Regions from separate parts of the Mus musculus genome. Here all the other regions are linked to region 3. Evidence: chromatin contacts called from public HiChIP or PLAC-seq and promoter capture Hi-C data. All regions are on one chromosome and are shown on one strand. Each heading gives the region's core, a stretch centred on a gene start, on an enhancer-like site or on the middle of the called end of the contact. The rest is flanking DNA. Distances are from core to core; before and after follow the strand shown. Region 1 has its middle 20 kb from the start of Gm33418. Region 2 holds the start of Sdc1 (syndecan 1). Region 3 holds the start of Rdh14 (retinol dehydrogenase 14 (all-trans and 9-cis)). Region 4 overlaps 9930038B18Rik (a long non-coding RNA gene). Region 5 has its middle 11 kb from the start of Gm33418. Region 6 holds the start of Laptm4a (lysosomal-associated protein transmembrane 4A). Region 7 holds the start of Pum2 (pumilio RNA-binding family member 2).

The links. Promoter capture Hi-C pulls out the DNA fragments that hold promoters and counts their contacts. HiChIP or PLAC-seq counts read pairs in DNA pulled down with a chosen protein or histone mark.
Region 1: an H3K27ac HiChIP or PLAC-seq map of extraembryonic endoderm stem cells shows a contact between it and region 3, with 9 times the contacts expected there. The contact joins the enhancer-like site here to the promoter of Rdh14 in region 3. A contact is called at or near these places in 3 of 39 promoter capture datasets (hippocampal neurons, liver and pre-B cells) and 3 of 115 datasets of contacts at active chromatin or transcription factors (acute myeloid leukemia, astrocytes and extraembryonic endoderm stem cells).
Region 2: a contact with region 3 is called in a promoter capture Hi-C map of pre-B cells. The contact joins the promoter of Sdc1 here to the promoter of Rdh14 in region 3. A contact is called at or near these places in 8 of 39 promoter capture datasets (the 3T3-L1 cell line, the C10 cell line, cranial neural crest and 4 more), 3 of 484 Hi-C or Micro-C datasets (CD4 T cells, the G1E-ER4 cell line and Th1 cells), 3 of 115 datasets of contacts at active chromatin or transcription factors (large pre-B cells and stem cell-derived neural progenitor cells) and 1 of 9 other capture datasets (adipose tissue).
Region 4: a contact with region 3 is called in a FOXA1 HiChIP or PLAC-seq map of pancreatic cancer cells. The contact joins the enhancer-like site here to the promoter of Rdh14 in region 3. A contact is called at or near these places in 4 of 39 promoter capture datasets (hippocampal neurons, liver and pre-B cells), 1 of 15 datasets of contacts at CTCF or cohesin (large pre-B cells), 3 of 115 datasets of contacts at active chromatin or transcription factors (astrocytes, large pre-B cells and pancreatic cancer cells) and 1 of 9 other capture datasets (adipose tissue).
Region 5: a contact with region 3 is called in a promoter capture Hi-C map of pre-B cells, with 5 times the contacts expected there. The contact joins the enhancer-like site here to the promoter of Rdh14 in region 3. A contact is called at or near these places in 2 of 39 promoter capture datasets (liver and pre-B cells) and 2 of 115 datasets of contacts at active chromatin or transcription factors (astrocytes and large pre-B cells).
Region 6: a contact with region 3 is called in a promoter capture Hi-C map of liver, with 5 times the contacts expected there. The contact joins the promoter of Laptm4a here to the promoter of Rdh14 in region 3. A contact is called at or near these places in 13 of 39 promoter capture datasets (the 3T3-L1 cell line, 3T3-L1-derived adipocytes, the C10 cell line and 7 more), 12 of 484 Hi-C or Micro-C datasets (B cells, CD4 T cells, CD8 T cells and 8 more), 7 of 115 datasets of contacts at active chromatin or transcription factors (astrocytes, epiblast stem cells, extraembryonic endoderm stem cells and 4 more) and 2 of 9 other capture datasets (embryonic stem cells and liver).
Region 7: a promoter capture Hi-C map of pre-B cells shows a contact between it and region 3. The contact joins the promoter of Pum2 here to the promoter of Rdh14 in region 3. A contact is called at or near these places in 6 of 39 promoter capture datasets (the C10 cell line, hematopoietic stem and progenitor cells, hippocampal neurons and 2 more), 1 of 484 Hi-C or Micro-C datasets (embryonic stem cells), 2 of 115 datasets of contacts at active chromatin or transcription factors (astrocytes and kidney) and 1 of 9 other capture datasets (liver).

Annotation. Positions count from the first base shown.
Region 1 is chr12:8,810,315-8,813,014 of GRCm38.p6, forward strand. No RefSeq gene overlaps it. Among named protein-coding and RNA genes, the nearest start is that of Gm33418, 20 kb to the right of the region's middle. Within about 2 kb of position 1,442, at least 75 of the 459 cell types and tissues checked have an H3K27ac peak or open chromatin away from gene starts, as enhancers often do. A contact at or near this core is called in extraembryonic endoderm stem cells and liver, where this site is marked.
Region 2 is chr12:8,769,948-8,772,647 of GRCm38.p6, forward strand. Sdc1 (syndecan 1) reads left to right here and starts at 1,449. Exons shown (of 5, transcript NM_011519.2): 1 at 1,449-1,754. The coding sequence starts at 1,689. Gm4755 (a long non-coding RNA gene) reads right to left here and starts at 1,324. Exons shown (of 3, transcript XR_381238.4): 1 at 1,018-1,324; 2 at 1-681.
Region 3 is chr12:10,389,419-10,392,118 of GRCm38.p6, forward strand. Rdh14 (retinol dehydrogenase 14 (all-trans and 9-cis)) reads left to right here and starts at 1,362. Exons shown (of 2, transcript NM_023697.2): 1 at 1,362-1,808. The coding sequence starts at 1,422. It overlaps Nt5c1b (5'-nucleotidase, cytosolic IB), which reads left to right. Exons shown (of 9, transcript NM_027588.3): 9 at 386-756. The coding sequence ends at 715.
Region 4 is chr12:8,874,277-8,877,091 of GRCm38.p6, forward strand. It overlaps 9930038B18Rik (a long non-coding RNA gene), which reads right to left. Exons shown (of 3, transcript XR_105447.5): 3 at 2,233-2,643. Among named protein-coding and RNA genes, the nearest start is that of Gm33483, 3.7 kb to the right of the region's middle. Within about 2 kb of position 1,490, at least 23 of the 459 cell types and tissues checked have an H3K27ac peak or open chromatin away from gene starts, as enhancers often do. A contact at or near this core is called in pancreatic cancer cells, where this site is marked.
Region 5 is chr12:8,841,102-8,843,801 of GRCm38.p6, forward strand. No RefSeq gene overlaps it. Among named protein-coding and RNA genes, the nearest start is that of Gm33418, 11 kb to the left of the region's middle. Within about 2 kb of position 1,445, at least 37 of the 459 cell types and tissues checked have an H3K27ac peak or open chromatin away from gene starts, as enhancers often do. A contact at or near this core is called in pre-B cells, where this site is marked.
Region 6 is chr12:8,919,829-8,922,658 of GRCm38.p6, forward strand. Laptm4a (lysosomal-associated protein transmembrane 4A) reads left to right here and starts at 1,479. Exons shown (of 7, transcript NM_008640.2): 1 at 1,479-2,466. The coding sequence starts at 2,131.
Region 7 is chr12:8,672,716-8,675,533 of GRCm38.p6, forward strand. Pum2 (pumilio RNA-binding family member 2) reads left to right here and starts at 1,544. Exons shown (of 21, transcript NM_001160220.1): 1 at 1,544-1,765.

The DNA of each region.
Region 1 (2,700 bases), core at 192-2,691, 1.6 Mb before region 3:
GCATCGGATGGCAGTCTGCTATATGTTAATTGTATATGTCTCAGGCAAATGTTCCTACATTTCCCCCCTGTCTCTAAAATGCCTGTCATAAAGTAATCTGCTTCATAAGCTTCCTGTGCAGGTCATGTGATTAAATAAACAAATACACTCAAGTTTCGACTAGGTTGCCTTTAAGAACTTATGCCACCATGGCTCACATAGGCTTCTAGTTTACACGGTAGCAGGCATGTTCAATTCCCTCCAACCCAGGGCACAGCCCAGTAAGGCACTGAATGGAAGAGGAAGAGGATGCAGGAGGCAGAGGTGAAGAGGGAGGGTATCCTTTGAGGAGAGGTAGTAAGAAGGTTGGGTCCCTCAAGTCTGGGTTGCAGGAAAATAAACAGCAAACAGTGTTCCAAGTATTTTCCAGAACTTGGGGCTCCCAAGGCTGGGCTGATAAATCTGAGACAAAAACACGCCGCAGCTTTTTAGACTGACTTGCCTGTTTTCCTTCTTCTCTTTAATTGTTGAGTAGCCTTTGAAGACCTCGGAGGAAATGCCCAGAAGGCCTATACGATCTTTTACCTCATCTTAGACCCTGCATTAGGCCAGTGGGAAGTACCTTTTACTCCTTATTGAGGAAGGGTTATGGAGCAGGAAGAAGCCCGCAGCCCCCTGTGTAGCATCCCCATCTCTTCCTCCTTCACAGAAAACTATCATTCACAGCCCCACCCCCAACACCAGACTCCCTAGCTTCCAAAGCACAGAAGCTTGGTCCTGAAATGGGTGCAGTTCATTTAGGACCTTAGTGATTCGTTCAACAAACAAGAAAAGGCCCAACCTCCAGGGAGGTGGAGTGGGCAGGTGTGGAGAGGGCAGGAGGCTGTAGGCAGACTTGGCACATATGAGTTGTGAGTTCACCACCTCTGTCCAGCCCCCAGGAGTTGAAGTGCTCCCAGGGAAGGGGCCTCAGGGACTGGGTGTGGGGTACATATGCCTGGGACATGCACACACTTGTGTTTCCCTGTGATCAGACCTGAGCTGAGACTCGTGGGGAAGGCTTGGGGGTGAGGGTGGAGAACAGAGGGGTCAACTGTCCAGCTCGCTACCTGCCAAAGTTCTGAATTGGAAGAGTGGGACCCAGCAGCCCCTCCTTGTTCCAATTCAGTCTTGGGGTTGATGCTCTGTGGCTGAGGCAGTGTCGAAAGTGGTCAGATGACGTTGTTTATGGGACATCTCCAGCTAGGCTGAAACCACAGCACAAGAGGCCTGGCAGGAATGTCTAAAGGCTACAGAGGGGTGCTGGCATAGCAAAGACTGGAGTTGTCGTACCTAGCCTGACTGTCTTTTCTCCCTCTTGGGACTGATTGCCCAGCTTCTAGGAGCCTCCTGGCCCTGCTCTATTGAGTCCCTGGAGCCAGGCAGGCGGGTGTGGCAGCCATTGTGTAAGGGTGAGCTCACCCCCTGTTCCGTCCCAGCCTGCACCAGCCTGCCCGCTGCTGGTTAATCATTGTTCAGACACCTTGGCTGGCATGCAGGCTGCAGAGAAAGACATGACAGGGCAGGGTTGACCCTGCCAGGCCTCAGCAAAGCTTTCCCACCCAGCAGGCCTGAGTGGGGCTGTTCCCCTGGACCCCACAGAGGACACTGCTGTGGAACTGAGACTTCTCTTATTTCCTTAGTAGACCTTAGGTAAACAATTCTGATTGGATTCAAGAACATGTCTCTTGAATTTCCTCTGGTGCAATAAACTCAGTGTAATTTAGTGGCATAGCTGGGACAGACAGCAATGCCCAAAGATCTTAAATCCCAGCTCTCCCATGTACTAGGTGACCTTAGTCAGGCTTAATAGTCTCTCCTGCCGTGGTTTCCTGGGCTATGAAAAGGTGCTATTAATGGTGATGCTGCTGTCCTCTCAGGACTGTTGTGAAGGTTAGGACAGTCATAAAGTGCCTACTGTGCCAAGAACTAGAAAGCCCATGAAATCTAAAACTTTCATCACTGTACACAGCTAGTTCTCCAAAGTGAGATGAGTGGCCACCAGGTGTGGGCTGGCCTGTTTGTATGCACTGTCTAAGCACCCTTCAATGTCCTCTTGTGAACTGGATACTGCTCTCCCCAGTTCTCTGGATAAGAACACTCAGATTCCAAGGTATGGGGCAGGTGTGAGCTTGAAGCTCCTGTCCAGGGTCACTTAGTATAAGCCACAAAGGTGAATTTTAACCCTACGTGCGTCTGTGCTCGAATCTCATCTCACTATCGCCCAGCATTGCCAGGTTTACAGATCAAAGATGCAAATCTGGACTTGTCCAGCAATTAAATTCTTCCCACACTCATGGGCATTCTCTCAGCCTGTGTGGGGGTGGAGTGAGGGGTTCTAGGCTCAATCCATGAGAAAGACAAGGAGCTAAGAATGCCTCATTTACTCCCTGGGCCTAAGGAACTCCAGCCCCCTGCCCATGAAGAGACAGGAAGGACCTAACACAGGCCTGCAAGATACCCAGTGCTGCTGCAGCTGAGACCCACAATTATTCATTCATCATAGTTAAATGGAAGGTGAGTGATTATCTAGAGATTATGAGAGACCTGGAATCTTTTCTCTCACCTCAAGCTCCCCCAGGATGATGCTATTAGCTGAGATATGGTTGGATAGCACTTAAGGACATCCCTTTGCAAACCAAAGCAGTGGAGCACTTGTCTCTCAGGAAGTATTATAGCCAT
Region 2 (2,700 bases), core at 199-2,698, 1.6 Mb before region 3:
TGTCCTATTTTCCTCCAAATATCAGGCTCAAAGGACTGAAGAGCTGACTTCAGATCCCAAAGCCACTGTGTTAGGAGGCACCTGCTTTTTAGGTCCTAAGCCTTCCTGAGCCTTGCTATTGGGTATTCTTTACCAAGACCCTCAAGGATCTAGGCAAGAACTGGGCAGGATCTGTATGTAGCCCATAGTTAGACCTAGGGCAGCTGAGACGCCAAAAGGGAGAGTTTCCTGAGGACAAAAGTGTTCAAACACAACTGGGTGCTGGTTGTTGGGCTACTGCTGGAGGTGTGGTGTGTGTAAAGGAGGCTGTTGAATTCCCAGAAGGCTGGTTCCACAGTGTAGAGTCTACACTGGGGACTTCCCGAGACGCTGAGCCTCAGATCTAGCTTCTCAGTCCAGGCCAGCTGATGTGGGGCTGAGGAACAAGGATGGATGCCATCTATGGCCCCTGCCTTGCAGGTGCAAAGGGCCTTTGGCACCATCTACAGATTGAGGGCAAGACAGGGCTGGTTCTTCCTCCTTGCTCTCGCTGCTATCTGCCTCGCCTGTAGGCTCTCTGGGCTCCTTTTTGGACTGACACGTCTGAAGGACGTTGGAAACTGTGAGGTCCAGGCCCCATAGAGAATCATGAAGGAACAGGAATTCAACTGGAGCTCCGCAGCTGGTTAGGCCTGCGGTCACCTGGAAACAAAGAGGCCATTTATTTTTTCCTTTGGTCTTGGACAAGGAAGAGAAGGGGCTTTCTATAAATAGAAAGACAGCAAAAAAGAAAATAATAATAATAATAATAATAATAATAATAATAAAAACAATAACAAAGCCAGCTCTTCCAGACAGTGCTCATGTCTTTAAAGGTCTTTAAAGGTCTGGAGTTCCCAGCAATTAAGTAAAGGACCAAGACCTCAGGGGTCCCCTATCCTCAGCCCGTGGGGAGGTGGGAACCATACATCGATCCCTCGGTTTATATATAGCCTCATCGCTGTGGGGCTCCGAGGTTGCCCCCAAAATCTTGCTCACCTGGAGGACCCCTGGGTGTCCTCGCCCAGAGGGCGCTGCAGCCTCGCACGTAGAGAACTAACAATCGCCCTTCTCCAGGGCAGTGCCTCCGGACTCCGGACCAGGACATAGTAGCGAGTGCACCTGGGTCTCCGTCAGCTACGCATCAAGGAAGGTGCGACGCGGGAATTACAGATTGCCGGCACTCACCAGTGCTCAGGGGAGGAAGGTGGGACTCAGACCTGCAAGAGCTGAAGAGTGGGGTGGGCTTCGATCCTAGGAGGCGTGGAAGGGGGTGTGGCTGGATCCCTGGGGGGTGGGGCGCTCCAAGGGGCGGGGCAACCCAGGGGGCGGGGCCCGAGGGGTGGAGATTGGGACTACCCAGGCCCGCGGAGCTGGGGGTGGGCGGCTAGTTTTGCAACTGCAGAGCCTTTGGGTTTATTATAAGGCGGAGCTCCGCGGGAGAGGTGCGGGCCAGAGGAGACAGAGCCTAACGCAGAGGAAGGGACCTGGCAGTCGGGAGCTGACTCCAGCCGGCGAAACCTACAGCCCTCGCTCGAGAGAGCAGCGAGCTGGGCAGGAGCCTGGGACAGCAAAGCGCAGAGCAATCAGCAGAGCCGGCCCGGAGCTCCGTGCAACCGGCAACTCGGATCCACGAAGCCCACCGAGCTCCCGCCGCCGGTCTGGGCAGCATGAGACGCGCGGCGCTCTGGCTCTGGCTCTGCGCGCTGGCGCTGCGCCTGCAGCCTGCCCTCCCGGTGAGTGTGGCCCGGGGCAGGGCTGGGAGGCGGCGGGAAGCCGGGACTCGCCACTCGCCGATGCCATGCAGGCGGCAGCACGTGGAGGGGGAGGGGAGCGGGGACTTCTTCCCGCGCTGCCTGGCGGATCCTGGGATGGTGAGCCCTTTAATGAGGACTCCTGTCCCAATTCCTCTACGGTCCGTGGATGCCAGGAGGCTATCCCAGCTCGTGGTCCGGGCGTCCTGCAGAGTGGAACCTCCATTGGTTCCCCGCTCCCAATTAAGTAAAACGACTCCACATGGGTCTGAGTCCGCCGGCCTTAGGCGCTCCGCCGGCCTTAGGCGCCGCTTGGAGTTGCTCTCTCCCGTTGCTGTCTTGCTGGCCATCTCAGCGGCCTGGCCTCCGCCAGTGTCCCGGAGGGATGCAGTGGCCATGGCCACAACGCCTTTTCCATAGACCCTAATTCAAACCAGACTGCAGGCTGCACCCCCAGCGCCGCGGAGTCCGGGCGCTCGGCCCTTTGCACCGGGGCAAGTTTGGGCACAGCAGAGCCGGCGCGGGAACAGGGGGAAGCTGACGTTCGGGGTGGCGGGAGGGACGGGATTAAGGCTGTTTGTGGGACACAAGAGGGTGGCTCAGGGACCTTCGGTTTTTCTCTGGCTGCCCCAGGTGAGCCGGGCCGAGCTGGCAGCGGGAGGTTCCGGGAAGTTGGCTTCAGAACGCTGAAGACCCTAAGAACCCAACTTTGGGGTCGCTGAAGTTGTGCTGCCCCCGGAGGGCCTCCTCCGCATGGCCCGCGCGGGGGACCCTCCCCGCGAGTGGACCCCGGTACGGCTCTTCCCCTCCCCCGACTCGGCTTTGTGCTGAAGCCGCGCGTAGGGAAGGCGGGTCCCTTGGCCCGCCCAGTAGGGCCGCGGGGAAAGAGGGACGAACGTGGAGCTGGCGACTGGTGGGGGAAAGCTTC
Region 3 (2,700 bases), core at 112-2,611:
TCCCAGTTACCGGGGATAATTTATGCCTATTGCCCTGGAGTACTACTTATAGAACGTTCTTTCACACTTAAAATATGTTTGTCTGGATGAAAAATGATGTGGTTATCCTAGATTTATTCCAGGCATGCAAGGGATGGTTGTGTATCAGGAAATATCTTCACATAAATGTAGAGAGTTTGGCATCGTACTGTCAGCCCAGAATCACTGCATGCCAGTCAGCAACCTGTGGATTTTAAAGTCTTATAAGACCCTGGTTGGTTGGTTGGTTGGTTGGTTGGTTGGTTGGTTGGTTGGTTGGCTGGTTGGTTTGGTTTGGTTTGGTTTTCAGTAATCACTTCTCTTTTGCTCACCCTTGCACAGCTGAGACTTACGTTCTCTTTTCCAGGGTCCTCTTAAAAGCTTTCTGGAAGATTTAGGGAAACTGCAGAAAAAATTCTATGCCAAAGACGAACGATTGCTTTGCCCCATCAGGACCTACCTGGTTACAGCTCGTAGTGCAGCGAGTTCAGGTGCCCGTGTGCTGAAGACCCTTCGCCGATGGGGTCTAGAGATAGATGAAGCTCTTTTCCTGGCTGGAGCCCCTAAAGGTCCCATCTTAGTGAAGATTCGGCCCCACATCTTCTTCGACGACCAAATGTTCCACATTGAATCAGCACAGAAATTTGGTACCATCACGGCCCATGTGCCTTATGGCATTGCTCAAAAACGCAACTAGGGATGGGGAGGAAAAATAAACAGTCTGGTATTACAAACGGCATGTGTTTTGCATGGCTAGAGTGACTAGTTATTTCTGAGAATTTGACCACAAAACTTAGCTCCTTTGGTGTTTTTCTTTGCTTTTTGGAAAAAATTTTGAACTTTCAAGCTACAGTCAAGCATTCTACTTTTTTAAAGCTAAGGATGTTGGATATCATTGCATCTATCTATAAGTTGTAATGGGTGGCTCTTTAGACAAGTTTAGAACTTTGACACTTAAGTTGTTTCACAAGAAGCTTAATTAATTTTCAAAAAGCATTGCTCACTTTTAGTGTTAGTCAAATGAATGAATCTCTATATGCAGCATCACCTAGAAAAGGTATATTCAGGGTGGAATGAGTCTGATCAATAATACTGCTGATAACTGGGGCTGTGTCTTTTGTTATCCTTGTGTGGCAAGAATTTTACCAAGAAATGTCATTTTGTCTATAGGCATATAACCAATTCTAACACTGTCCACTTCTAAATAAATCCGCTGGGGCTTTCATGTGTACTTCCTGAACGCTAAGTCAAGTCAGCCTTAGGAGCAAAACTACAAGTCCCAGAAAGCCCCGCGCGCAGTAGCCCAGGACAGCAGGCGGCGCCCCAGAGTCCTTCGCGTGTAGGTGGCCCCATAGCACTCCGGAACCTGTGCGCTAGGCCCAGTGCACCGGGCCCGGAAGGTTATGGCAGTGGCTAGTGTGGCCGCAGCGCTCCTGGCCGCACTGGGCGGGGCGCTGTGGCTGGCGGCCCGGCGGTTCTCTGGGCCAAGAAACCAGCGGCAGCAGGGAGGCGGGGACCCGGGCCTCATGCACGGGAAGACAGTGCTGATCACCGGAGCAAACAGCGGCCTGGGCCGTGCCACCGCGGCGGAGCTGCTCCGCCTGGGGGCGCGGGTCATCATGGGATGTCGGGACCGCGCTCGAGCAGAGGAGGCGGCCGGTCAGCTCAGGCAGGAGCTCTGTCAGGCTGGGGGCGCCGGGCCCGACGGCACCGATGGCCAGCTGGTCGTTAAGGAGCTGGACCTTGCCTCGCTGCGCTCAGTGCGAGCTTTCTGCCAAGAACTGCTACAGGTGTGGGTCGAATGGAGCTCGCCACCCTCGGGGAGGGCCCTCTGAAACCTGGTGTGACCTTGAGGGTGGCCATGACCAAACCGGAAAGGCTCCTGCCTGCCTTGGACCCGGCTAGGAGGAGGGGCAGGTCTGAGAAGGAATTCCTGGGAGGTCCTAAGGAGAAGTGCATAAATAAGCCAGTGTCTGGACATTTGGTTTTGTTAGGCTAGGACAGTCACCAGCTGATCTTTGAGTTGTTTTCCCCCTGTCAGAAGTGAAATGTGTGCCAAATCTTACAGTGTCACAAGGCCTGTGAGCACCACAGGAGAAAAGCTAGCCAAAAACTTTCATTAGACCCTTCTTAAAACTTTTCTTTCTGTTTTTTTCCCCTCGTTACCTGGTTTTGTTTGTTTGTTTGTTTTTTCTTTTTTTGTTTTGTTTTGTCCTGCTGAAGTAGGAGGGGGTGTCACTTGCTGACACCCTGCATCATCCCTAAACTTGGAATCCCATTAAGTGTCTGAAAAGGGACAGGAATAAAAATAATTTAATGCTTAGCTTTATGGAAGGTTTTATACATGCCAGGGGATGTGCTAAGGACATTTTTAATATCTTTGGCTATTATCAGATCTTGTAAAGCAAGCAATAATATCTCTACTTCATGATAGGGAACTGAGGCATAGGAAGGCTAAGTGACGTGTCTGTCTTCAGAGTCCTTGCTTTAATCTCCTGTTGTGCATTCCTAGTACTTGAAGGCTGAGGTGTGTGATTTCCTTGGGTGTACAGTAAATATTCTACCGAAGTAGAAAGGCTGTGGCCAAAGTGACTTGCCACAGGTAGATCTAAAGGCAGACACAGGAGGGTGCTTGTCTCTTCTGAAATCTCTTGAATCTAAGGCAGACATTCTAAATGGCCT
Region 4 (2,815 bases), core at 240-2,739, 1.5 Mb before region 3:
AAAGGCTCACTACTTCCATGAGGCTCCCAGTTCTGGGGTACATAAAGAGAGCTAGTAAGGGTTTTCCCACAAATTTCTGACCTGGTTGTAAGTATTCATGTGCACGTGTGTGCATGATTACATATGTACATGGGAACTTATGTGTTTGCATGTGTTTGTGTGGACAGCAAATGTGCACACAGCCTGCTTCTCACCTGCTAGGTGCTCTCGCCTGAGAAGAGATCAGCTACCCTCCCCCATACCTGCTCCTCTTTCTGGTCTGCCCCTGGAAGAAGTCTGAGAAGCCAATAGAGAGCTCTCAGTGGGCCATGCCATACTTGCTGTGGTCAGGTCTGGAGCTTGCAGTAAGAGGCTAAGGCAGCCAAAGGTGCAGGATGCAGACCAGGGCAAAGCCAACATCTCAGGCTGCCGAACAGAGAGGTCTGTAGTGCCCTGGTGCTTACAAGCCCCATGGCCTGCCTGCAATTGGCCTACCTAGAGGAGAGTGGGGTGAGCCTGTGCCAAAAGTGAGGACTGAGAGAGGAGCTTGCCCTTGGCCAACAGAGCTATGTTCAGGGCATTGGCTCCTGGGAACTCAAGGACAAGCAAGGAGCCTATGACTAAGCCTGGTGGCTTCTTGACTGTTTAAGTCTCCTGGGTCTACCATAACAATAGTCTGGGTCCTTGAACACAAGAACTCTCTCTGCCCAAAATCCTAGAGGCTGGAGGACTGTGATGAAGGCATCAATGGTCAATCTCTTCTAGATGGCCATGGTCACGCTGTACCCTCATGTGGCCTCTTCCCTGTTTGCATGGAGGACAGTCAAATGGAATTAAGGCCCCACCCTAATGCTATTATTTTAATGTAATCACCTCTTTATAGATCCTGACTTAGAATACAGTCATATTTCCAGGCACTAGAGGATTGGGGAGTCAACATACAAAATCCTGGGGGTGACTCTGTTTAATAAATAGCAGTGATGATGGAATCGTTGTCCTAACTGTGATTGTGAGTTACATAAGAGAGCTGCTTCGACATAGGGTATGAGCCCCTCCCATATATGTGTGCTTATGTATGCACGGGTAAGTTTGTTGTAATGAGTCTGTGTTCATATGTATTTAGTCCATACTTACATACATATATGCTCATACACATATAGGAATTTGTATGTATATAGAGACGTGTGCATATATGTATGCATGGTACATATGCATAGCAACCTGCTCTATGGCTGCTAGGTTGATCTGCCTGATTCTTCCCTGGAGCTGGAGAGGAGGATGGGCCAGGCTGATGGGCTAGGTATTTTGTGGGTGAACTGAAGGAGCTGTTCAGGTCCTTAGCAGGCTAGAGGCAGCGCCAGAAGGCTTACCCTATGTCCTCAGTGTCCACGATTCCTCTCTCTACTGTCACACTGCAGGAGTCTCACTGCTCAGATGTTAGAGTCCCCAGGGGCCACCCATCTTCTCTTCCTGTATCACGTGGGAGGGAGAAGAGGCTGCTCCGGGAAGGCGATGTGATTCACTGCTGCTGCTGAGGTCTGACGCTCATCACGATATCTTACTTGCCATGATTCACTCAGTTACCAGACTCTGACAAGTGGACTGATTTGCCCAAGGTCTGATAGGCCCTGGTACTGTGGAGGGCAGGGCTTAGTCCCTGGAGTACCTGATCCCCTAGAGATCCCGTAGACAGTGACTGGAAACCGTCCCTGAGCTCCCCCAGTCCCGCAGACCCCTCCAGCTAGACCTAGACTAAATGCTGACTCCTTATGCCAGAGATGCCCTTGTCTCCTCACCCTGGTTTTATTTGCTTTGCACTGGCCCTGCCTGGTTTTAGCAGGAGGCGAGTCTTGACTGAGGCCTTATTTCGGTTTCCAGTTGGAATGCTCCATCTTTCTGTCCCTAAGGTGGACAGTGTGCCTGGCCATATGGCCGTGGCAGCATGGAAGCCCTGGGCATGGGGTGGTGGGTCCTTTTCTTCTGGCCGTGGCAAGTGAGGAAATGCTTCCCTAAAGAAAGACTGGGGTCTGGAGAAGTTATCTTGACTGCTGGGTCCTTCAAGAACAGCCACTAGTACAGGCACTGTAGAGTGCTTCCATCTACAAACTCGGCTCTCCTCATGAGCTGCTATCTCGCTAGCCTGGCCACAGAGGACTATGAGTGGGTAGGTGGCCATGTTGTCCCAGCCTCCAGGACAGCCAGGTGACCTGGGCTGCTTTTTTTTCTCACATAGCTTCAACATCTAGGCCTGTTCTTAATCCAACCTCCAGCAGAGGCTAAGACATGGGGACTAAGGGACATACATGCCAGAGCCAGACAGTCTCCTCCAGAACCCTGCTGTCCTTTCACTGGCTGTTCATAATGGTCCTGTCACCCTGCCAGGAGGGTGTCTGCCATAGCACCTGGGAGAAGGCAGGTACTCTAATGCACCTGTATTTGATGAATGAATAAATAGATCTTCAGACAATTTACATCCTGTTTCTCGGATGTGAGGTTATCTTCAAAAGACTCATGATTCAGTTCCTGGGTGCAGGTGGTGGCGAGGGCTCCCATCTCTGTTAATCAAGCGCCCACAGGAGCCTATGGGGACCAGAAGGAGCTTTGATTCTGTGGGTCCGCTGCTACGAGTATGAGTTCTTTCAGTGAATTGACCTTGAGCCCTCCCTGCAGGAAAGTAAAATGGATTATTTTTATTATTATTGATTATTCCCCTTAGACTGAACCTGAGGCACTTCAGGCTTGGGGCTGGCAGCACAGTGAAAGGTTGTGGTTGAACCTGGCTGGCCTCCAGCAGGAGTGGCATGGGAATGTGGCCTTTGGCCCTTGAAGGCTGTCT
Region 5 (2,700 bases), core at 195-2,694, 1.5 Mb before region 3:
TGCTGCAGTGCTGTGATAAGGCCAGGGAGACTCTGGGTGCCTGTACTGTGATGTTGTGCACCTCCTGCCATCAGAACCGTCTGTCAGAGATAAGTTACCCACCCCAGGTATTTTGTTGTAACAACACAGAGCAGGGTAAGTTCCTTTAAACCTCTGCTGTTTTGAGAGCCTTTCTAATAAGCATTTTTTTGATAATTTCGTTTTCAGTTCCTCTGAATACATTTCCATAAAAATAGCTCACAGGTTTGAGCTCTGTTAAGACTCTACTTTTTCTGAGTTCCAGGACAGCCAGCGCTATACAGAGAAACCCTGTCTCGAAACAAAACAAAACAAAACAAAAGAGTTTACTTTTTCATTCAACTCATTTTTCTTATGTCTTTAAAAAAGTTTGCTGCATATTAATTGTATAAAATAATAGGTTTTGCTATGATATTTTTATGTACTCAAAGTATATAACATTGATCATACTGGCAGCCCATTCACTCCCTCTTGCTCCCACTTCTCTATCTCACCAATCCTTTCTCTTTCCAGTCTTCCTCCCTCCCTCCCTCCTTTTCTCCCTCCCTCGTTTCCTTCCCTCCCTCCCTTTCTCCCTCCATCCCCCTCTCTCCCTCCCTTCCTCCCTCCTTCCTTCTTTCGTTCCTGTCGGTCTTCCTAGACTGGGTAGTCTGTGAGCCCCTGGTATCCACTTAACCCTTCTCCAGTACTGGGACTGCAGACTCCTGCAACTGTGCTCAGTCGTAGCATAGTACAGACGCTTTACATCGGTACACTTGTTCCTTTGTTTCTTTATTGGGGGAGCACCTGCATATGGGAGACAACTTGTGAGAGTCAGTTCTCTCCTTCTACCATGTGGTCCTTGGGGACTGATCTCAGATTGTCAGGTTTGGTGGCAAGCACCTTTACTCCCTATGCCATCTCACAGGCCTGTCTCCCAGCTTTTCCATGGGTTCTGAGGCTTTGAACTCATGTCCTCATACTTGCACGGTAAGCACTTAACCCACAGAGCCATAGCTCTAGCCCTACTGCTACAGGAGCATGCCCAGCAGTCACAGAATTGCAGACCTTTATAGACAAATAGACAATATCATATATCTCCCGTATTATGCACGTGCATGCGTACCTCAGAGATATGGCAAGTTTCATCCCAGACAACCAAAGTTAGACAAACATGGAGGTAAAATGAGTCACATCCGGTTATGTTTGTGTTAGACTATAATCTGTGAAGCGAGCAATAGCATTACGTCTAAAGAAACAACATCTAGAACCTAATTAAGACTGCTTTACTGCTGAACTGGGAGACAGCTCAGTTGGTAAAATGTTTGCATTACAGGGATTAGGACCTGAGTTTGTACCTGGAACCCATATAAAAGCTGGGTGAGGTATCCGGTGTCTGCAACCCTTGTTGGGGTGTAAGAGGTAGGTGGATCCCCGTGGTTTAGGTGCCAGCCAGCCTAGCCAAGAGGTGAGCTCCAGGTTCACCTGCGAGACCCTAGACTAAAAAATGTAAGATATAGGGAGAGTGATTGAGAAAGTCACTATCTACCCATTGGCTCCATGCCCACGTGCACACGCCCATTCTCTCTCTCTCTTTCTCTCTCTCTCTTCCTCTCTCTCTCTCTCTCTTTCTCTCTCTCTCTCTCTCTCTCTCTCTCTCTCTCTCTCTCTCTCTCTCTCACACACACACACACACACACACACACACACACACACACGAGAAACCACTTTTTATGGCCATGCGTAAAAAGCAACTCCCTATTTGAGTTTTATGACAAAACCACAGTAACCAAGTCCCAGCCTTAGATGCCACTTCTAACTTTAGCTGTCACCCTTTTCCTCCGCAGCTGCAGCCACTTCCGCCACTGAAGCATCTGTAAGGCTGGAGTCAACTTCTTCCCAGACCTTCCCGACGTTGCAGTTTGACATTCAACATGATTTTTATTTTATTTTGGTTGCAGCATCTCACACTCTATGAACCATTTCCACCAAGCTTCCTAATCCTAGGTCCGTGAGAGGGATGGCTATTTATGGCACCTACAGCCTTATTAAATGTGTTTATTTCTTACATCATAAGATTTGGGAGTCGCCATCACTCCTTAATCCTTGGGATGTACATGTCGTGTTAGCACACACAAAAGCAACTATGTTATAGTAGAAGCCTGCCAGGGTTCTTGGGTGACTGGGTCTATTGTCAGATTTTAAGAATAACCTTTCCTGACCCCAAGCGACAGACTTCAATAGTGGCTTAGAATATTCAGTAGGCCATGTTGCAAGCAGATGTCCTGTCTTCCAGGCTTTGTTGTTCCACAGAGAGAGCACAGGGACACTAGATTTCATGTAATTCATTTCTTAACATTTATTTATTTATGTATTTAATTTTTTATTGAGGATGTGGCTGTGTTTACACACACACATGTGCATGCCACATCTCATGTGTGGAGGTCAGATGGCAACTTCTCTGTTCTTTCTTTCTACCATGTACGCTTCAGGGATTGAGCTCAAGTTCAGATCATCAGGCTTGGTGACAGGGGCCTTTACCTACTGAGCCATCTCCTTGTGATTCTTCTTATTCTTCTTTAATATTTGTATTAAATATTAATATTTGTATTAGTGTGTGTGCGCGTGTGTGCGCGCGCATGTGTGTGCGCGAGTGTGTGTATGTACGCGTGCGTGTGTGTGTGTGTGTGTGTGTGCGTGTGT
Region 6 (2,830 bases), core at 229-2,728, 1.5 Mb before region 3:
AGGAGACAGAAGCAAGGGGGTCAGAAACTGAAGAGCATCCTAAGCTACATAGTGAGCTGGAGGCTAGGTTGCGATCATGTCATAAAACAAAAATAGAAAGGAAAAGAGAAAGAACGGGGAAGGGAAATTGAGACTATGAATTAAAGAGGGGCTGGGAAGATAACTCAGTGGTTAAGAACACTTGAGGACCTGGGTTTGGTTCCGAGTACCAACATGGAGGCTTACAACCAGTCGTAACAACAGTTCCTGAGAATCCAACACCCTTTTCTGGCCTCCAGTGGGCACTTTACCCACTGAGCCATCTCCTTATGCCCAGTCCATGTTCTTAACAGACATATATAGTATATTTTCATTAATAAACTTCTAGCATTGTCTACTGGCTTCAATTATGGTAGGCAAAACACTCATATACATAAAACACAGTCTTCTAAAAAACCAAGTGTTTTCTGCTCTTTCAGATGCCTAGAGTTCAGTTCCCAGGACCCACATCAGGCAGCCTGCAATTTCAGCTCCAGGGGGATCTTATGTCTGCTTCTGGCTTCCTCTAGCGACTGCTACACATGTAGCGTTTTTTCACTCACACACATATTCTAGGAACCTTAAAGACCCACAAATCCTGCATCCCCCTCATTTGCTTCCTCATACACTAGGCTAGCTGGCCAGAGAGCTTGCAGGGATGTCTCCTCACTCAAGACATCTGTCTGGCTGTAACAGCTGGGTTTTACAGAAAGGTAAAGCCACAGCGTCTGGTTTTCCATGAATCCTCACGATTGCTTTGCAAGCACTTTACCCACTTACCACCTCTTCATATATACTATATTTTCATTAATAAAATTCTAGCATTGTCTACTGGCTTAAATTATGGTAAAGGCATGGATTTTGTCCTGACATCTCTTCCCTTCCTCTTTCCAAAATACTTTTGAGGTTCTTTGAAATTATTCAGTGTTTATTTGATTATGCCTATTATCCACAGCTGCACACTATGGTACAGTTTCATTCCTTCTCAAGGTAGCTACAAGCCTTGTTTGTTTGTTTGTTTGTTTTTGAGACAGGGTTTCTCTGCATAGCCCAGGCTGGCCTTGAACTCAGAAATCCACCTGCCTCTGCCTCCCAAGTGCTGGGATTAAAGGCGTGCGCCACCACAGCCCGGCTGATAGCCACAAATCTTAAAACAAATACAAAATAAATTCAGTCAAAAACTTGACTCAGTTAATGAGGATCATAAGATGTTAGAAGGAACTATAGAGTGAATATAAAGCACCCATTGTTGAAGTAAAAATGATAACTGAATCACCCAACTTATGTCAAATGGCTTTCTCTGAGAAGAGGTATGAGTCAGTGAGTCTCGTGTAACATGCTGTAGAAATGTCCAGCATCCCACAGAAAGTTGAGGCTCACTCTGGCATCAGAGCATGCAGAAAAGTGTGGCTTGTTTCTCACTTAAGACACACTCTCTCATTCTCTATTTTTTTTTTTTTTTTTTGCTTGTTTTTCTGGCCTATTTCAATGTCCTTCACAATCTTTCTCTTCAAGAAGAAAAAAAAAATCACTATTATCTGTATAAACTCAACAGCTAAGCGGTTTCTCCACTTTATCATGCTGTCATTTTCCTTAATCCCTTGGCCTTTGGCAGAGTCCAGTGGTATTTATTGGCTCCCTCTAAGTAGGCTTCAGAGAGATGGGGGAAGGACAGAAATCCAATCCTTTAGCCTACTTGCGAGCCCTCCTTTCTGGTCTGAGCCTAGAGGGCCACGCCAGAATGGTAGCCACGCCCCTTCCCGCAGGCACGCCCCGACAGGCCCAACAATAGAGCACGAATACGTCACGTGGGCCTCGCAGTGACAAAGACAACGTGGCGAAAGACAGCGCCAAAAATCTCCGTGCCCGCTGTCTGCCACCAACTCCGTCTTGTTTCACCCTTCTCCTCCTTGCGGAGCTCGTCTGGGAGACGGTGAATTACCGAGTTACCCTCAATTCCTACAGCCCCCGACAGCGAGCCCAGCCACGCGCACCGCGGTCAAACAGCGCCGGAGAGAGTTGAACTTTTGATTGGGCGTGATCTGTTTCAATCTCCACATCTTCTCCAATCAGAAGCCAGGTAGCCCGGCCTTCCGCTCTTCGTTGGTCTGTATGTGGCAGAAGGCGGAGGGAGAGATTCCGAGCCGACGTCCCGCGAGAGCGGCGCCGGGCGCCCAGAGCGCAGGCGCACAGGAGTTGGCAAGGGCCCGGGCCGAGGGCGGGCCAGAAGACGCGTCCTTTGGCTGTGGACACCGTCGTAGAGTCGTCTGGGTTGAACCGCTGGGCCGAAAGCTTTTGTCAGGGGCCTGGGCGAGAACGAGGCCCGCGAGGTTCCGGATGGTGTCCATGACTTTCAAACGGAGCCGCAGCGACCGGTTCTACAGCACCCGGTGCTGCGGCTGTTGCCATGTCCGCACCGGGACGATCATCCTGGGGACCTGGTACATGGTAAGGGCTGGCTGGCAGGGCCGCTCCACCAGGCCAGTGCGCCTGCGCGACAAGTGGGCCTGGTGGGCAGGGGGCGGGGACGTGAAAGTTGTTGGGGCGCTACTTTTCGGGGTGCTTTTAACTGTGAACTGAGGCTTTACGAGATGGGGCTCCCCAGGATTTGGGAGGGGATGGGAATAGGATCGTCATTTCGGGTTCGGGAAGTGCGCAACCCTCATCCCGCCCCACCCCCCCATCGAAACAATTATTGTCCCGCAGTTATGCAGCCAGTTCGGACGTTTTGTCCGAATCGAAAGCGAAATCCAGTTCGGGTGCCTCCTGCAGTTTTTGTTGAGGCGTTCGGTGATGTAGCCAGAGGTCTCTG
Region 7 (2,818 bases), core at 294-2,793, 1.7 Mb before region 3:
TCCCTCCACGTGCCATGCACACACATGTGCACCTGTACACACACAAACATGCATATTGATATTTAAAAAGAGGTGGGATTAAGTCAAAGGGCTCTCCTGCATAAATTAGTATCACTATCTAGGGAGTATATGTTATTTTGAGTAGATTATTATAAAAGCAAGCTCAAGCCCTCCCCTCCTGGTCTTTTGTCCTTTTGAGTTTTATCATGGGATTGATTACACAGCCCCAAGGATCTTTCCACTACTTTTAGCATTGGACTTCCTAGTCTTCAGACGCTTGGGAAGTAAATTTATTTTCTTTATTAATGACCTGATTTAGTATTCTGTCAAAGCGATACAACAGTAAGATTTTTATTTATTTATTTATTTATTTATTTTGGTTTTGGTTTTTTGAGACAGGGTTTCTCTGTATAGCCCTGGCTGTCCTGGAACTCACTTTGTAGACCAGGCTGGCCTTGAACTCAGAAATCCGACTGCCTCTGACTCCCAAGTGCTGGGATTAAAGGCGTGCGCCACCACGCCCGGCAAGATAAATTTTAAATCAGTCTGTCTTTATAATGATGAAAACCCAAAGAGCTGTGTTTAACAGGCACTAGGATACATCACATGAACAAAGCACATACAGTCCTTAGCCTGGTAGAGCTCACAGATGCCTAGGGAAGACACTGAGTTAATTAAAAGGCCCTGGATTGTCAAAACCAGGAGGTAAGCCATTAATTAGGAAGTTGTCCCATGAGGGCCTAAACTCTCCAAGAGAGGTGTGATAGAAAGTGGTCCCAACGACTGCGACCAAATCTTTGGAGCCATTGTTGTTCCCTGCAGATTTCAAGGAAGGGCAAGACAATTCTGTAACTGGTAATAAGAAAACATTCAGTCTGATACATAGCCAAGGTAGTTTCTTTTGTGCTTACCCAGTACCCCTGGCTCATCAATTGCAGGAAGTCAGTAACACTTGCCTACTGTAGACGATAACAAGGTGCATTTTTTTTTTATCCCTAAACCTCCAACATTTGAGTGGAAAAGGGGAGATAAACGTTGAGCGGTAGGGCTGTATTAAGGTCTACAACTCCTGTAGGTGCCAGCATACCGGAAGTAGGGGGAAAGAGACTTCAATTTTGGGGTGCATGGGCAGCAGTGCTTACACACAGGCAGTTTAGGGAGAACAATGAGATATCCGGGAGGAAGCGGTGGATGAATAAATTCAGTCTCACACAGAAAGTCGGGGGTTTGCAGCACCACACGAGGCGCGTGACCAGCCCCGGGAGCAGAGCGCCAGAGGTCCGGCGTGCAGGCCAGCCCTGATCCCAGAAGGTAAAGGCCGGGAAGTGCACGCCCGATGGCGGCCTCACCCGCGAGGAGAGCGCCGCGCCAGTGCGCACGCGCGGAGCCCCGGCCGGCCCCCTGCGCCCGGCGCGCGGGAGAAGTACGCACTTCACTGCGAGGCGTCGCGGCTGGGTGAGTGCTCCCCCCTTTCTCCCGCAGTGCTTTGCGCGCGGCCGGTGGGCGGGGGAGGGAGGGGAGGGGAGGCGGCGGCGGCAGCCATGTTGTTGTGAGTCTCTGTGCCTCACCCTCGGTACTTCGGTGGTTCGGAGGAGGAGGGGGAGGAGAAGAAGGAGGTGGGGTGGGGGGGAGGGAGGTAGGAGGAGGAGAAAGAAGACGTCGCCGCCACCGGAGGCGGAGGGGGAGGACGGACGGCCGAGAGCGTCGCCGCCGGTGCCCAACGGTCGGTGTCCCCCGGCTGAGGCAGCGCGGCCGCAGCAGCCCTGTAAGTCAGCCCGCGCTCGCTTCGTCGGGTCCGTGGGCGCCGCGGGGGCCGGCTCTGGGCTTTGTGTGGCGGCCTCCGCGGGAGCAGGCCTCGGGCGGGAACGGGTCGGGCCTGGGCGGGGATCGCGGCGGGCCGCGGCCTGGGCCCCGCTCGCACAATGCCGGGGGAGGGGAGCCGGAAGGGGGTGTGCGCCGGCGGGGGAGGGGGCGCACTCGCCGCTTTCCCGCTTCCTTCCCGCGCCCCGCGCCCTTTGCCGGCCTTAGTGACCAGATCCGTGTGGGTGCCAGGCGGCCTCCAGCCCCTCGGTGCCCACAGTCTGGAAGAAGCACGGTGAATCCAGAGAAACGTGCGAGGTGGAAGTGGGTGAAGCGGAAGGAGTGGGTTTATGAGAGCGAGGGTGGGTGGGCGGGGGTCGCTAGGTTGGGGTGCGGGGTGGTCCTCTGGCCTGCGAGTGTCCAGGAAAACCTTGGCAAACGGATGTGAATGTGAAAGAAAATCGGGACTGGGGTTCGACCTGTTCAGGTGCCTTAGAAAGGAACGTGGTGCTTTTTGTTAGGGGAACATCTCTTCGGTACCCGAAGAACGAGGAACTTGAAAGCCGAAGACCAAAACAGCGACTTCAGATATTCGAACCTTAGTTTTGCTTGTGAATACGGTCAAATTTGAGGGGAAATAAACTGTGCGGAGTTTATGGCCGAACACGTGTAAAGTTAGTGCTTCTTCCAAGAATACGGCTTTAGAAACCCTTCTTTTTCCTCGTAGCCTTTTATTCTGTAACAGCTGAACTTTTGGGGAAGGGAATGGAATTCAGACGTTTTATGTACAAAAGAAGACATGCTATGATAGTTTTTTTCAGATTTAAAGAAATCTGGAGGAAGGGGTTTTCTGTGATGATTTCAGGAGAAATGTTTTTAAATGCTTAGCAGGGTGCAGTGCCTGGAAACGATACAGTGTGTCACGAAAGCAGTTTTAAGGAGTTACCTTGGCGTGTTTGAAGCTTGTTCACCGCTTAGATTCGTGACTCCTAACCATGTGACCGGGTGAATGGAGGAT